2 separate regions of the Xenopus laevis genome follow, and region 2 is linked to region 1. The links are chromatin contacts, called in public Hi-C maps. All regions are on one chromosome and are shown on one strand. The core of a region is the stretch at or near the end of the contact, and the rest is flanking DNA. Distances in the headings are between cores, read along the strand shown. Region 1 holds the start of LOC108708176 (suppressor of tumorigenicity 7 protein homolog). Region 2 holds the start of cttnbp2nl.L (CTTNBP2 N-terminal-like protein).

Region 1 (6,423 bases), core at 3,857-6,356:
TGGTCAGTTTCCAACTATTATGACCACCAAGTAGTCAAGGAAGTTGTCAAGAGAAAGAAAGAGGCTGCTCTGATGTTCTTCTGTTTAGGAAAGGTTTGAGAAAGGTTTCTATATTTTAGTCTTAAGCAGAAGAACATCAGAGCATGCTCTTTCTTTCTCCTGACAACTTCTTTGACTACTCGGTGGTCAGAAATTGACCAGCAGATGGCACTGTTGTAACAATATGAATTCATATTAACAGTGCACATATCCCTTAATATCCTGGAATTAAAGAAAAATAAATAATGAATGTACATTGCAAAAGTGCTTAGAATAACACCCTGATGAATTTTACATTCACTTATTTTAAAGGTTTACTTATCCTTTAAGGAAGAATACCGAAGAGCTGGAAAATGGTGCCCAAGAGCTCAGCTGCGCTTACTCTGCACTGATATGTGAGTACTGAGTTAGGGGCACTTTCATGGGTAATCAACCATGCAGGGGGGGAGCAGGGGGGACTATTTAGGGTAGTAAGTAGGGGCTTTTCTTATTGGGGAGTTTAGTTCTCCTTTAAGCTGCTAGTCTCAGATCTCCCAAGAGATTTGCTTACCTTAAATAGTTACAATTGTTTCTTTGCTTATCTTAAATTGTAACAAAATTATCCAAGTGCAGCTGCTGAGTGTTTCAGAAAGTTTGTATCTTTTTCTGGTATCAGTGCAGGAGATCAAAGAGAAAGTCAGAACATTTCAGTAAGAAACCCGGGACTGCGGACTGAGCTGTCAAAATCTGGACTGTACCGCAGAAAATGGAACAGTTGGGAGGTATGGGGTCTGCCTTTGAGACCAATGTAGACATTTTTCTCAAAAACTTCAAGCAAGCAGGGAAGGTACAGTCTATGAAATATATTTCCAAAAGGTTAATACCATGCAGGCACAGAAGTTAGCCCAAAAGTTGGAAGTTAGCCCAAAAATGAAGGCTTTCGTGATTTTAGGTCAACCTCTGCTCCGCTCAATGAGCCTGCACGAAAGCAGGCTATGCACTTTTCAGTGATGATCAATGAAGCTGGGAAGCCAGAGGATCCATTTCTCTCAGCCTGCACAAAAAACACAGGCTAATAATCATAATAACCCCAAAAGCCAATGCTCTGTGTGCCATGGCCCTAACATATTGGCAACCCCAGTGAATTCATATTTTCATTGTATTATAAATGATTTGATACAAGGTTTGATACATTTCCACTCTGCAAGCTATTGTGAAAATGGTTGCTTTAGGCTCTGCTTCCGCTAAACACCACAAGGAGGTTATTAGACTTCCTGAATGTTCAACTTCACTTTTTGTACATACAATTTCAAGTTTCTGCAGTTCTAAATTAAATCCCAAAGAGAAACAATAGGTTTGAATGTAGTCAAGCACGGCAAAACGTAAACTACTGCATAATGAAAGAAAATGCAATTCTATGCAACCTGCAATATTTTCACTGGTTTAAGTTATTAGTAAATCTAATTTCAATTGAAAGCTGTATTTCTCTGATTGTTTATTTCATCCGTTCTCCTGGCTCTGACTCATAATTTAACAGAATTTCAGCAGCCAGCTGTTATCTATGTAGTAATCAGATGCTTCTGAGATTCCAAATTGGAGAGCTGCTAAATAAATTATAAAGTAACAAAAATAAAAAGGCCAACTGTCTTAGGGCTCTTACAGGGAGCGCAAGTATCTATTATGTTATCCAGGGTCGGACTGGGGGGCCCGGGGCCCACAGGGACTACTGTCCAGGGCCCCTTTCGACCCGCCCCCCAACCCCTACTGCGACGCGCTGAGCGCGCGCACACAAAGGCGCCGCTTGGCGCACCAGCGTGAAGGCGCCTGGCGCATGCGCAGAAGGCGCTGCGCTGATCGGCGCTGCGGGAGGGAAACTTTTTTAAAGATATCTGGAGAGGTGTCTGGCCCGGCGGAGGCCCATTAAGGGTCGGGGCCCACCGGGTATTTTCCCGGTGTCCCGCCGGGCCAGTCCGACACTGATGTTATCTATTCCATTCAGCCCACATGCTAATTGATCATATATTGATCATATAACTGTAACGCTTAAAGTGGACCTGTCACCCAGACACAAAAAGCTGTATTATAAAAGTCCTTTTCAAATTAAACATGAAATCCAATTTCTATTTTTTATTAAAGCATTCATAGCTGTTGTAAGCTCATTTAAACATCTCAGCTGTCAATCAAATATTGTCTGCCCCTCCTGTATGCCTTGGGCATAGAGGCAGGGCAGACAATTACTTTCACTTTCCATTCAGCACTTCCTAGAAATCGCTGCTCTCCCCACATGCCCCCGTTCTCTTAACCGTTTAATTGTGTAACCAGTGCATGGGGGTGGACATCATTCTGGTTCACAAACAAGATTCTGAGCTGATGCAAGGCTTGTCTTAATAACAGTGTCCACAAAATGGCTCCTGCCTGCTTGCTGTAATTATGAATTCAGTGCAATTAAAGTTCATTTTGCTTGACCGATGTGATAAAATAGAATTATGAATAATTTTTTTGGGTGACGGGTCACCTTTAAGTAACTATAATTCAGCCTGAAGCAGTGGTTTCTCAACTTAAGAGATGCAGGTGTGGGAAAAGTAATGGAAAAGTACATTCCTCCACTGCTCCCGAAGATTCTGTCTCTTGGAACCACTGGTTCACAAAAGTAGAGTGCAGAGCGAAATGACCTGGGACAGGTTGGGTGCAGGTCCTACAATGGAAACATTTTGTGTGTTTGGGTTGGGTGCAGGTTGAGTTTCTCCTGACCTGCATATCACTAGTATGCAGTGACTATATATATATATATATATATATATATATATATATATATATATATATATATATATATATATATATATATATATATATATATATATACTATAGATATAGACGTATACTGCTATAATTCTGTAAGTTTCAGCTGTCACATCATATTCTTCATCATCAGTAAAGGACCCCTATAGGCCCTGTCCAGGTCTGTCATCCACAGGATCTTAAAGTTGTCAGGCGAAAGAAAGACCTAGGCAGAGTAAAGTTGAGATTTGGGTGGAGCAAGGGCAGGACACAGAAATGTAATCTGTCGCTGATCATCATTGCCATTTTATTAATTTATATAGCCCCACAATGTTATGCGAGTACTTTTTAGTTGGGAGAGTCATATGCACATCAGAAAGTACATGTCATATACATGTACAAGTACATATAAAAAGTTCTCTTTTACTTCATTATTATCTTTCTACAACATTTTGTAATTTTCCCTGTATCATTCCCTGGACAAAAATACAGGTTTAAACTCTAACATGAAGTATAATTGCAAAATACACAGCTCTGTCCATTCATTGGATTTATGTAGCCTGAAATGTATGACTGTATGTGGTTAACACGCCACTTACCTTCTCCCAGTAGAGCATGTGTTAACATGCTATTAAGGTGGGCTCTTTCTGTACTTGTGGAGGAAGGGTTAACCACACCGAATCACACACACAAAGCTGATCTCAAATAAATTGTGCTTCTTGAAACTGCATTGCAATATTATCTAATGGTACATACTATTAGAAGAAAAAAAAATTTTCATAAAAAAACACTGATCTCTCAAATAACTTAAGCACTAGTGGTTCTTGAAACAAAATGATAACTGTTTAATTTTTTTGAATGGTACACAATCTCTGAGGTAGTACTGAGGTGTTAACCCTTCTTGGCCTCCTTGTTGAAGCCTCTGCCTGCTCTACTAACTTGCCTCTTACTTACTCCTATAGCTATTACAAAGCTTTTCTGGCACTTATTCATCTACTTAGGCCTAACTCCACCTCACACTCCTCCAGCAACTGAGACAGAAACATGTGGTGAATTCCCCTTTTAAAGACTAGGGAATCCTGAAGCCCCTTGCCAGTCACTGAACTGTCAGGGAAATACTTTAACCTGAAATGGGAAACAATCCCCATCTTAATTGTAAAACAGGTCCAACGCTTAGCTGCCCAAAACCCTCTTAGGGGCTACCTGAAAGAATACCACATAGGTGGGAAGTTAGAAATTGGAGACAATGCATACCTCCCAACTGTCCTGTTTTTTTGCAGGACGGTCCCAATTTTGACAACTCAACCCGCAGTCCTGGATTGCTAATGAAAAGTCTCTCTTTGATCTCCAGCACTGAACAGCCAAAAAAAGGTAAAACATTTCTAAAACTTAATTAAATAATAGACATTTGTCAGAGAGCCCAGAATACGTGGCAGCTGCACTTAGATACATTTGAAACAATTTAAGATAAGTAAAGATATCAATTGTAACAATTTAAGATAAACAGGTCTCTTGTGGAAACTGTGACTTACACCTTAAAGGGCATTTCTCCTTCATTAGCAAAACTGTAATAACACATAAAATCTGACCCTCAAACTCCCAGAAATGTGTACTTTACATAGCCTGCAACATTTTGTAAAATGGATGTGGTATTTAGGGGGTGTGGCCACAAAATGGGTCTGGTCAAAATGTTTGTCCCTCTTTATATTTTCCAACTATTGGTATGACAATGGCATATGGGCAGATAAAAGAATTTAAAATTACAAATTGAGAAGGGGAATGACTTGCAAGAAGAGGGGAAAGTGCAAAATATTAGGGTACAGAGAATGAAAGGAGGAAAAAAGGCTCATTTAGGAGAGGAGTTAATTTAGGGTAAAAATAGTAGTTAGTCTTAGAGGTTAATTTTATGCCACAAAGCAATATGCTTCTGCACTTGCCTTGCCTGTCTGCATTTGCCAGTGCTGTATACTGATACAGGGGGCCCTGTCTTACCTTTTACTGGTATTTTGCTTCAGCAAGTGCAAGTAATACTATAAGTCTATCCACTGATCCCCTATCCATTTTACTTAGGGATTATATTGGCACATCTTGGCTTCATTGTGCTCATTATAAATTTTATATATAAAAGTATACTGGTCCATCTGGGTTGTGTTTCCATAAAATTTTTATGACATTTAGGGGTGTGGGCAGAAAGTGGGTGTAGTTTAAAAATTCTAATCTGTAACTCGCTAAAGACAAGCGGAGGGCGTGCCTATTTACCTCCTGAGGCTTTTTTTTTGGTGAGCCAATCGCATGCAGCGCTTCAGATTCAATAGGTTTACCGCGCCGAAATAGTAAAAGCCGCGTCTACCCTCAACTTTCTGCAACAGCTAGACGTATTTGTACCAGTGAAATGGCATACTACTGTAGTCACACCCACATACAATCCCCACCCATTTTCCATGAGGTTGGCCACGCCTTTAGGATTGGCTGTCTTGAAAAGATAAACAATTAAAATGGCAGACTCTGATAACTCCGGTTTTTCTAGTACAACGCTCTTGAGCCGATTGAGAGGTTGGGTATCTCGCTGCTGGGCATACGCTTGGGTATTCTTCATGGTAATCTCGCTGGTGACGCTTTATCACTTCCGAGTACCCCTTCGTCTTTACGAGAATTTGGCGTCCGGTGAGTACAGTACGGTGCGGTACTAGGCCGCGCTAATGGAGCTGTTGCATAGCAACGGGGACTTCCTGCGTCCTAGAATGTATGCGTTCCAGCTGGGCTCCAGCCCTGCTGCGTAGCAATACAAATTTATTTCTGTTTCATGTCGCCTTAGGTACCCCCAGTAACTATGTGTGGTTGGTTTATCTGTGCAAATCTGTAGTGTTTACTTTAGATAAAGTCTCTGGCAGATCTGTCATGTTGAAAACTGATCAGCCATGCTTGCAATTGCTGATTTACATAAGTCTGGTGGGTGCATTTGCAAGAACCTATAGTGTATTTAGCGACCCTTTTTATTAAAGGGGTTGTTCATTTATGAGTTAATTTTTAGTATGATGTAGAGAGGCATATTTTGAGATCATTTGCAGTTGATTTTCATTTTATTATTTGTGATTTTTGAGTTATTTTTCTTTTTATTCAGCAGCTCTCCATTTTGTAGTTTCAGCAATCTGGTTGCCATGGTCCAAATTACCCTATCAAGCATGCACTGATTTGAATAAGAGACCACATGAAATTGGAGATGGTCTTAATAGAAAGATGATTAATAAAAAGTAGCAATAACAATACGTTTGTAGCCTTATGGAGCATTTGTTTTTTAGATGGGATCAGTGACCGTGAACAGTGAAAGCAGCAAAAAAGTCTGAAGAATGCATATAATGAAAACCAATTCAAAAGTAGTTTATAATTGCCCATTCTATAACACACTAAAGGGTGAACCAGGTGAACTCACTTAGGTGAAGTGAACCACCCCTTGAACCGATTGGTCACTTGGGCTTGTGGGAAGAGGGCCATGCTGGCATTAAGATTGATGCCACATTGAAAAAAATTTACAGGCAGTCATGCCAATTATATCAAAAGCTGCCCACAATCCACCCACCATAGCACACATTAATCTGCAAGCTACACCCCCATCACGACCCAAACATT
Region 2 (6,857 bases), core at 56-2,555, 400 kb after region 1:
TGTTTTTGGAGTGCAAGAGGAAACCCTTTTAGACATGGGGAGAACATGCAAAGTTGAGCTAGTGCCCAGGTCAGAATCAAAGGATCCCAGAATACTGGAGGATACCAGCTTGCAAGACAACTGCACTAACCACTGAACCAATGATGAGCGTTGTCTTTAAAGTACTACATAATATGCTTGTGCTATTTAAATACAAGTTAATTGTTAATAATCCGATGTCAATAAAATTCAGTGTATATGACTACAATCTTATAGATGTGACCATAGGTGCCTCCAGCCAGAAACATTCTACCAGATGTACATGAAGTCTGAAAAATTGAATTCTACAGAGTTCTATATTTAAGACTTTTAATGTACTGTAAACTTCTGAAAAGCCATAACACAATGGGAATAGTTGGTACAATAAATACAATAATAACACATCTGTATGCCATTCACATTCATATATTGAGCACACAGAATCACAGTAAAACCTCAATTCAACAACCCACTGATTTTAAGTTTTCCTGAATTTTAGTGGTCCCACCAATTTTTAATGGAGTTCACAACATTTTTTCTGGGCCCCTGAAAAACATACATAAAACGGGGGCTCTGTTGTATATGTAATCCTGTAAATATATTTCATAAACACATCTGTGTACTAAATGTGCAGTCTAAAGCCCTATAGTGGATAAAGCATGGCATCTAGGTGCCTAATGGGAACTATAGCGCAGGACCAGGCTGGGCAGTTGTTACAGTCACCTAACATGACAATACAGAAAAGCAATCTCTGCTGCACTAAAGCACCAACAGTCTAAGCACAAAAATAAGCATTAAGCAAAATTGTATTTTTGTAACAATTCATCTTTTGTTTTGGAATTACTGCAACACACAGATGTGTGGCCTCTTGGCCAGTCAAGCTACTCACTCAGGCACACCAACAGCACAAAGAGAAAGTGGCAGCAGCAGTTGCAATGCAGTTTGTAAGGATGTGCAGCGTCTGAGCACAACCATCCAACAGCACGGTCTCAAAGCACAGCTGTATTGAGCAGCCTTGAGAGGCCCCCGTGAAAAAGAAATGCTTCCTGATGCCTCCTAACCCCTCAGTGTTCTATGTTCCCACCCAAAACCCACTCACAAGCCTCCCGACACTCGTGGAAATAAGATTTTGTCACTTACACTTCTCCTTTGTTGCAGAACAGGACACAATCAGGCAGACTCCAAGGAAGGTTTCCTCCCAACTCTATTCATTGAGGACAGCCCTCTCCTTTTCAGAGCAGAATGTAAACAGGCAGCGGATTGGCTCTCCTGCTCACCCTTAGGGATTGGGCTGCGAATGGGATAGGCTGCGTTCATTGCACTCAGCCAAGCCTGGCTCGGTGTATTCTCTTTCAGACCGTGGGCTGGAGGGAGCCTGCTGGCGGGGATGAGGAACAATGTGACTAAAAGTAACGTCTCCTGCAGGCTGAATCTAGTTCCTAGTGTAAAGAAACAGTATCACTTTACTGTCAATGTATAAAGGAACAGTATCATTTACTATCACTAGCTGGAAGAACAATAAAGAATATGTGCAATATAGAAATACAGGAATACTAAGGGGTGCAGTGTAGAATCACACCCCGAGATATGTGTATTGCCGTGGAAGGTTTTAAGCAGAGGTTTGGGATACTATGTAAGTTTATGACTGTGTAGGTGTGTATGGGACAGTGTGTAGAGCCCCTGGTTATGTGTATGGTAGTGGGGGATTGTGTGGGCACAACCTAGGGGTCCAAGGTTTGAGTATGTCCATAGGAGGGCTGGGGCTGTGTTGGGCCCCTAGGCATGTGTGTGGCTCTAGGGGTTATTGGGGACCATAGGTATGTGTGAACATCATGTGCCTGGACCACAGTGGCCACAGTGTTGTACCCCCAGGTATGGCTATTGCTGTGGGGTTGTGGTTTATGCGGATCCCATGTAAGTTAGAGCCCCTGGGTATGTGAATGGCTGTGAGGGGGATGGAGCAGTGTGGGGTCCCTAGGTATGTGCAGGCCCGGACTGGCAATCTGTGGGTTCTGGCAAATGCCAGAAGGGCTGCTATAAAGTGCCATAGAAAGTCAGTATTTAGTGGGCTGGTGGGGTCTGTTTGGGCCTCTGTGTAGGCTGATTGGGCCTCTTTGTACCTGAAATGCCAGGGCCTATTTTGACTCTCAGTCCAGCCCTGGGTATGTGTATGACTGTATAGGAGTTTGTAGTAGTGTTTGAGAACCATAGGTATATGTGTGGATGTTGCAGTGTGTCTGAATCCAAAAAAAGTTTATAGCCATGTGGGGGGGGGGGGTTAGGGGAGTGTGGGGCACTGCAGCTCCCATAGGTATGTGTATGGCCATGAGGTGGGTTTGGTACAGTGTGCTGGGACCCTAGGTATGTGTATGAGCATGATGGTGCAGGAGGAACTGTGGGCCTCTTTGTAGTGTATGGCCATGGGGGAGGGCAGTGTGTGTGGACCCTATTTATGTGAATGAGGTGGATGCTACAATTTCCTCTTCTGAGGGCCATAAACAAACCTGAGTCCCAACACTGCACCAACATCCCTTATGACCATACACATACCTAGGGGCCCTACTCACTGACCATTGCCATAAACTTACTGAACAAGCACTGCCCTAAATCTTCACAGCCATAAACATACCTAGAGAGGTCACACACACTACCTGATTTGTCCTCATGGTCATACACATACCTAGGGGCCCTAATACACTGTCCAAACATCCCTATGTCCATAAACTTACCTAAGGTCCCCACACACTTTCTCAACTCTCCCCTACCCCAATGGCCATACTGATACCTAGGGGTCCCACACACTGCCCCAACTCTTTACAACCATTTACATATTTAAGGGCTCCTAACCCACCCCACTCACATACTGATATGCCTAAATCTCCCTTTAAAGGAATACTGTCATGGGAAAAAAAAAATTTTCAAAATGAATCAATTGTGCTGCTCCAGCAGAATTCTGCAAATCCATTTCTCAAAAGAGCAAACAGATTTTTTTATATTAAATTTTGAAATCTGACATGGGACTAGACATATTGTCAATTTCCCAGCTGTCCCAAGTCATGTGACTTGTACTCTGATAAACTTCAATCACTCTTTACTGCTGTACTGCAAGTCGGAGTGATATCACCCCCTCCATTTCCCCCCCCCCAGCAGCCAAACAAAAGAACAATGGGAAGGTAACTAGATAACAGCTCCCTAACACAAGATAACAGCTGCCTGGTAGATCTCAGAACAACACTCAATAGTAAAAACCCATGTCCCACTGAGACACATTCACTTACATTGAGAAGGAAAAAAAGCAGCCTGCCAGAAAGCATTTCTCTCCTAAAGTGCAGGCACACGTCACATGACAAGGGGCAGCTGGGAAATTGACAAAATGTCTAGCCCCATGTCAGATTTCAAAATTTAAAATATAAAAAAATCTGTTTGCTCTTTTGAGAAATGGATTTCAGTGCAAAACTCTGCTCGAGCAGCACTATTAACTGATTCATTTTGAAAAAAACTTTTTTTCCCATGACAGTATCCCTTTAAAGTCTTACAGCCATACACAATACAACTGCCCCTCCCCCCAATAAAACAAACATGAACACACAGCTCAGAGCGTGGTAATAAATAGACCACCACATATGCAGACTACTGTATCTGCTGATGTAACATGTGTCCTATTGGGCAGCGACTCTAAATCTGTTTCTGCTTATAGTTTTAAATATAAAATGTGTGACAGTGACATTACAGGTCACATAAGAGTGGCATCACCACAGGTCTTCTACAAATTATGAACTAGCAGCTAATATCTCCTCACCTCCTTGTAGGCTGCTTCTGCATTGACAACATCTGGAAAACTTTCCTTATTAATGTGATAAACTCATTTGCTTCCTCCCCATGCTGTCTGTAGAATCCCCAAGGAATGTGGATACATGATAACACATATAATTGTCAGTGCACACAGCTAAATGTATCCTTTTTTCTGTGATATCCATTGCACAGTACAGGTATGGGATCTGTTATCCAGAAACCTGTTATCCAGAAAGCTCAGAATTAGAGGAAGACCATCTCCTATAGACTCCATTTTAATGAAATAATTCAGAATTTTAAAAATTATTTCCTTTTACCTGTAATAATAAAACAGTACCTTGTAATTAATCCCAACTAAGATATAATAAATCCCTACTGGAAGCAAAACACTCTATTAAGCTCAATTAATGTTTATATGTTATTATAATTAATTAAGGTATCAAGATCCAAATTACAGGAAGTAACCTTATCTGGAAAATACAAGCTCTGGAACATTCTGGATAACAGGTCCCATATCTGTATTTATTAATTAAATGGGAATTTGAAGTGTTTTTTTTTTTCAAGCAAAATCAATACTCCCATGCTTTTGTAGTTATGAAAACGTTAACTACATGAATATGTTTATCTAAATTTATTAAAGAAAGTTATGCATAAATTAATGTCAGATGTATATAAGAGAAAGGGGGGGCTTTGTTGAGTGTAAAGTTGTATCAGCAACTTTTTGTTGGCTGAGGAGCATAGAAATCTTTGCTGTCTATGTTTTTCATCTAGCTTCATGCTAGCAGCACCCCTGGCTGGCACTATTACCGTGCAGTTGTGGAGTCCGAGGTCTGACTTCAGCCAGGACGCTATCTGTAAGGAGTTTGTATGTTGCTTGACAAAGGGGCGTGACCCCGAAACGTTGCACTACTGCATAATAAAATTGCAAGGGCTTGCCCTGCTACTACAATTCCTGTGTGCCGGTGAAATTCTTCTTACCCTTGTTGTGAGGCTGCCGATTCCTCTATCACTGGGCACCAGGATAAGAACCTTTGGGAGTGTGTGGTGTGTGGCTTCTCCATATTCTATTGGTTTGTATGTTCTCCCCATGCTTGTGTGGATTTTCTCTGCGTGTTCTGTTTTTATCTCTAAATTATACAGGCAGGTGTAAATATGACAGGGACTTAAGATTGAAAGCTATGCAGGGGTAGTGTTTTATATCATTTCTGTAAAGAGTCATATAAAAATAAATAAATAAATAAATAAATAAATAAATATTTATTCATACAGGGTCAGACCTAAGAAGATTGCTTCTAATATTGCCTACTAGACGCAAATATGGCCTTTTGGCTCTTAGTGTATCAGTTACAGCTATGAGTTCTTTCAGGACAGGAGTTAGAGCCCCTCCCTCTGCTATTGTGGCTTAGCTTACTTTGTCACAGGGAGGGCGAGTGAAAGCAGATGCTATCCTTTCATACAGATGCAAGCAGGGTTATTTCACAGTGTCTCTCACAGTGTCCAGACAAAATCTGCATTAACTTTTGTCTCAGGTTACCTTTGTTAAAAAAGAGTGTCGTTTTGATTCTGCCAACAGATGTCACATTTGAGTTGCTCATAGTCTTGAAAGGCTCACCTCACAGCAGTTGGCTGCAGTCACTTGCAGGGTGGTAGGTTTACATTCTAAAAATTCTATAGTTTGAGTCTCTAAGGGGCATATGTATTATGCTGTGTAAAAAACAAACAATTTTTATGCGTTTTTTCTTAGCGTGACGTCTGATGGCAAATCTGGCATTCGCATGGCGTAAAAATTACACACACCTTGATAAATTCGCCACTTATCTTACACAGCATTTTACACTGTTTTTCAGCAAATTTGGTTTAGCACAGCATAATAAATATGGTCCTAAATATAGAGGTACACCATGAGTTCTGTAATTGCAACCATATATTTACTACTTGATTGTTGTACCTGTTAGCCTTCATATTCAAAATATTGTTTATAAATTCATAAATATAAATTCATGTATATAAATTAGTTGTATTTTTGGGCCATTTTTATATTGTAGCCTTTGCCCCCCCCCCCATTACTGACAACTTCCAGTTTGTATTTCTTTTAATTACCTAGCATGAACATATAATACTAGACATTTAACTTTGCCTACTATTACCTGCTCATTACTTTACCCTGCTATGCTGTTATTTTTTACCTGCACATTTTCATACACTTGCCACTTATTATCATATGCATCTCATCTCTTGGATGAGCAGGACCACTACTGCCTTATGCAGTCTTCCTTACTTACTCCCTTGCGCCATTAAAATATCCCGATCCCCTCTATTCTTCCCACATATCTCCACTCAGGTACCCAGGCATTTGCTTATCTACAGTCCCTGGCCCCAATATCTAGCAATCTCCCAAACAGGTCTGGACTGAAAGGCCCTGGCATTTTAGGTACACAGAGGCCAGTGTCGGACTGGGACACCAGGGGCCCACCAAAAAACCTTAGACCAGGGGCCCACTCTCAGTACTATTATTCTTCCTTTCCTCACTCAACCTCTTTTCATCTCTATTCTTTACATTCTATAAACTATTATTGTTTATATTTAGCATTATAGAAATAGGATATGACCATGAAATAGGCCAAATGTTTAACACCTGGGCCCACCGGGAGTTTTCCTGGTATCCTGGTTGGCCAGTCCATCACTGACAGAGGCTCAAACATAGAGGCCAAAACAGCTCTCCACCAGCTCAATAAATATAGAGTGTCTATGGCAACTTACAGCAGCCCCACTGGCATTTGCCAGAACCCACAGATTGCCAGTCCAGGCCTGCCTCCAAAGAATTCAGTCATCCATCTTCCTCTTACCTGTATTTATGTATTACCTTACCTCACTCCTGCTGCTAGTATCAGGGTATATCAATCACACCCAGGTCCTTGATATACAGTATCCGTGTTTGCTCCCATATACGCCCCACTAAATTCTTCTATCCTCATCAAAAGAACCACAGCAACTTAATACACATTTATCTCCCTCTTTTCCGTTCTTCCCCTGTACTTGATGGAATG

Evidence for each region. Hi-C and Micro-C count contacts between places; a contact is called where the count stands out from the background.
Region 2: a Hi-C map of the XL177 cell line shows a contact between it and region 1, with 5 times the contacts expected there. The contact joins the promoter of cttnbp2nl.L here to the promoter of LOC108708176 in region 1. A contact is called at or near these places in 2 of 4 Hi-C or Micro-C datasets (the XL177 cell line and the XTC cell line).

The regions. Positions count from the first base shown.
Region 1 is chr2L:77,344,960-77,351,382 of Xenopus_laevis_v10.1, forward strand. It overlaps LOC108708176 (suppressor of tumorigenicity 7 protein homolog), which reads left to right and starts at 5,107. Exons shown (of 15, transcript XM_018246603.2): 1 at 5,107-5,460. The coding sequence starts at 5,292.
Region 2 is chr2L:77,746,550-77,753,406 of Xenopus_laevis_v10.1, forward strand. It overlaps cttnbp2nl.L (CTTNBP2 N-terminal-like protein), which reads right to left and starts at 1,306. Exons shown (of 5, transcript XM_018246608.2): 1 at 1,159-1,306.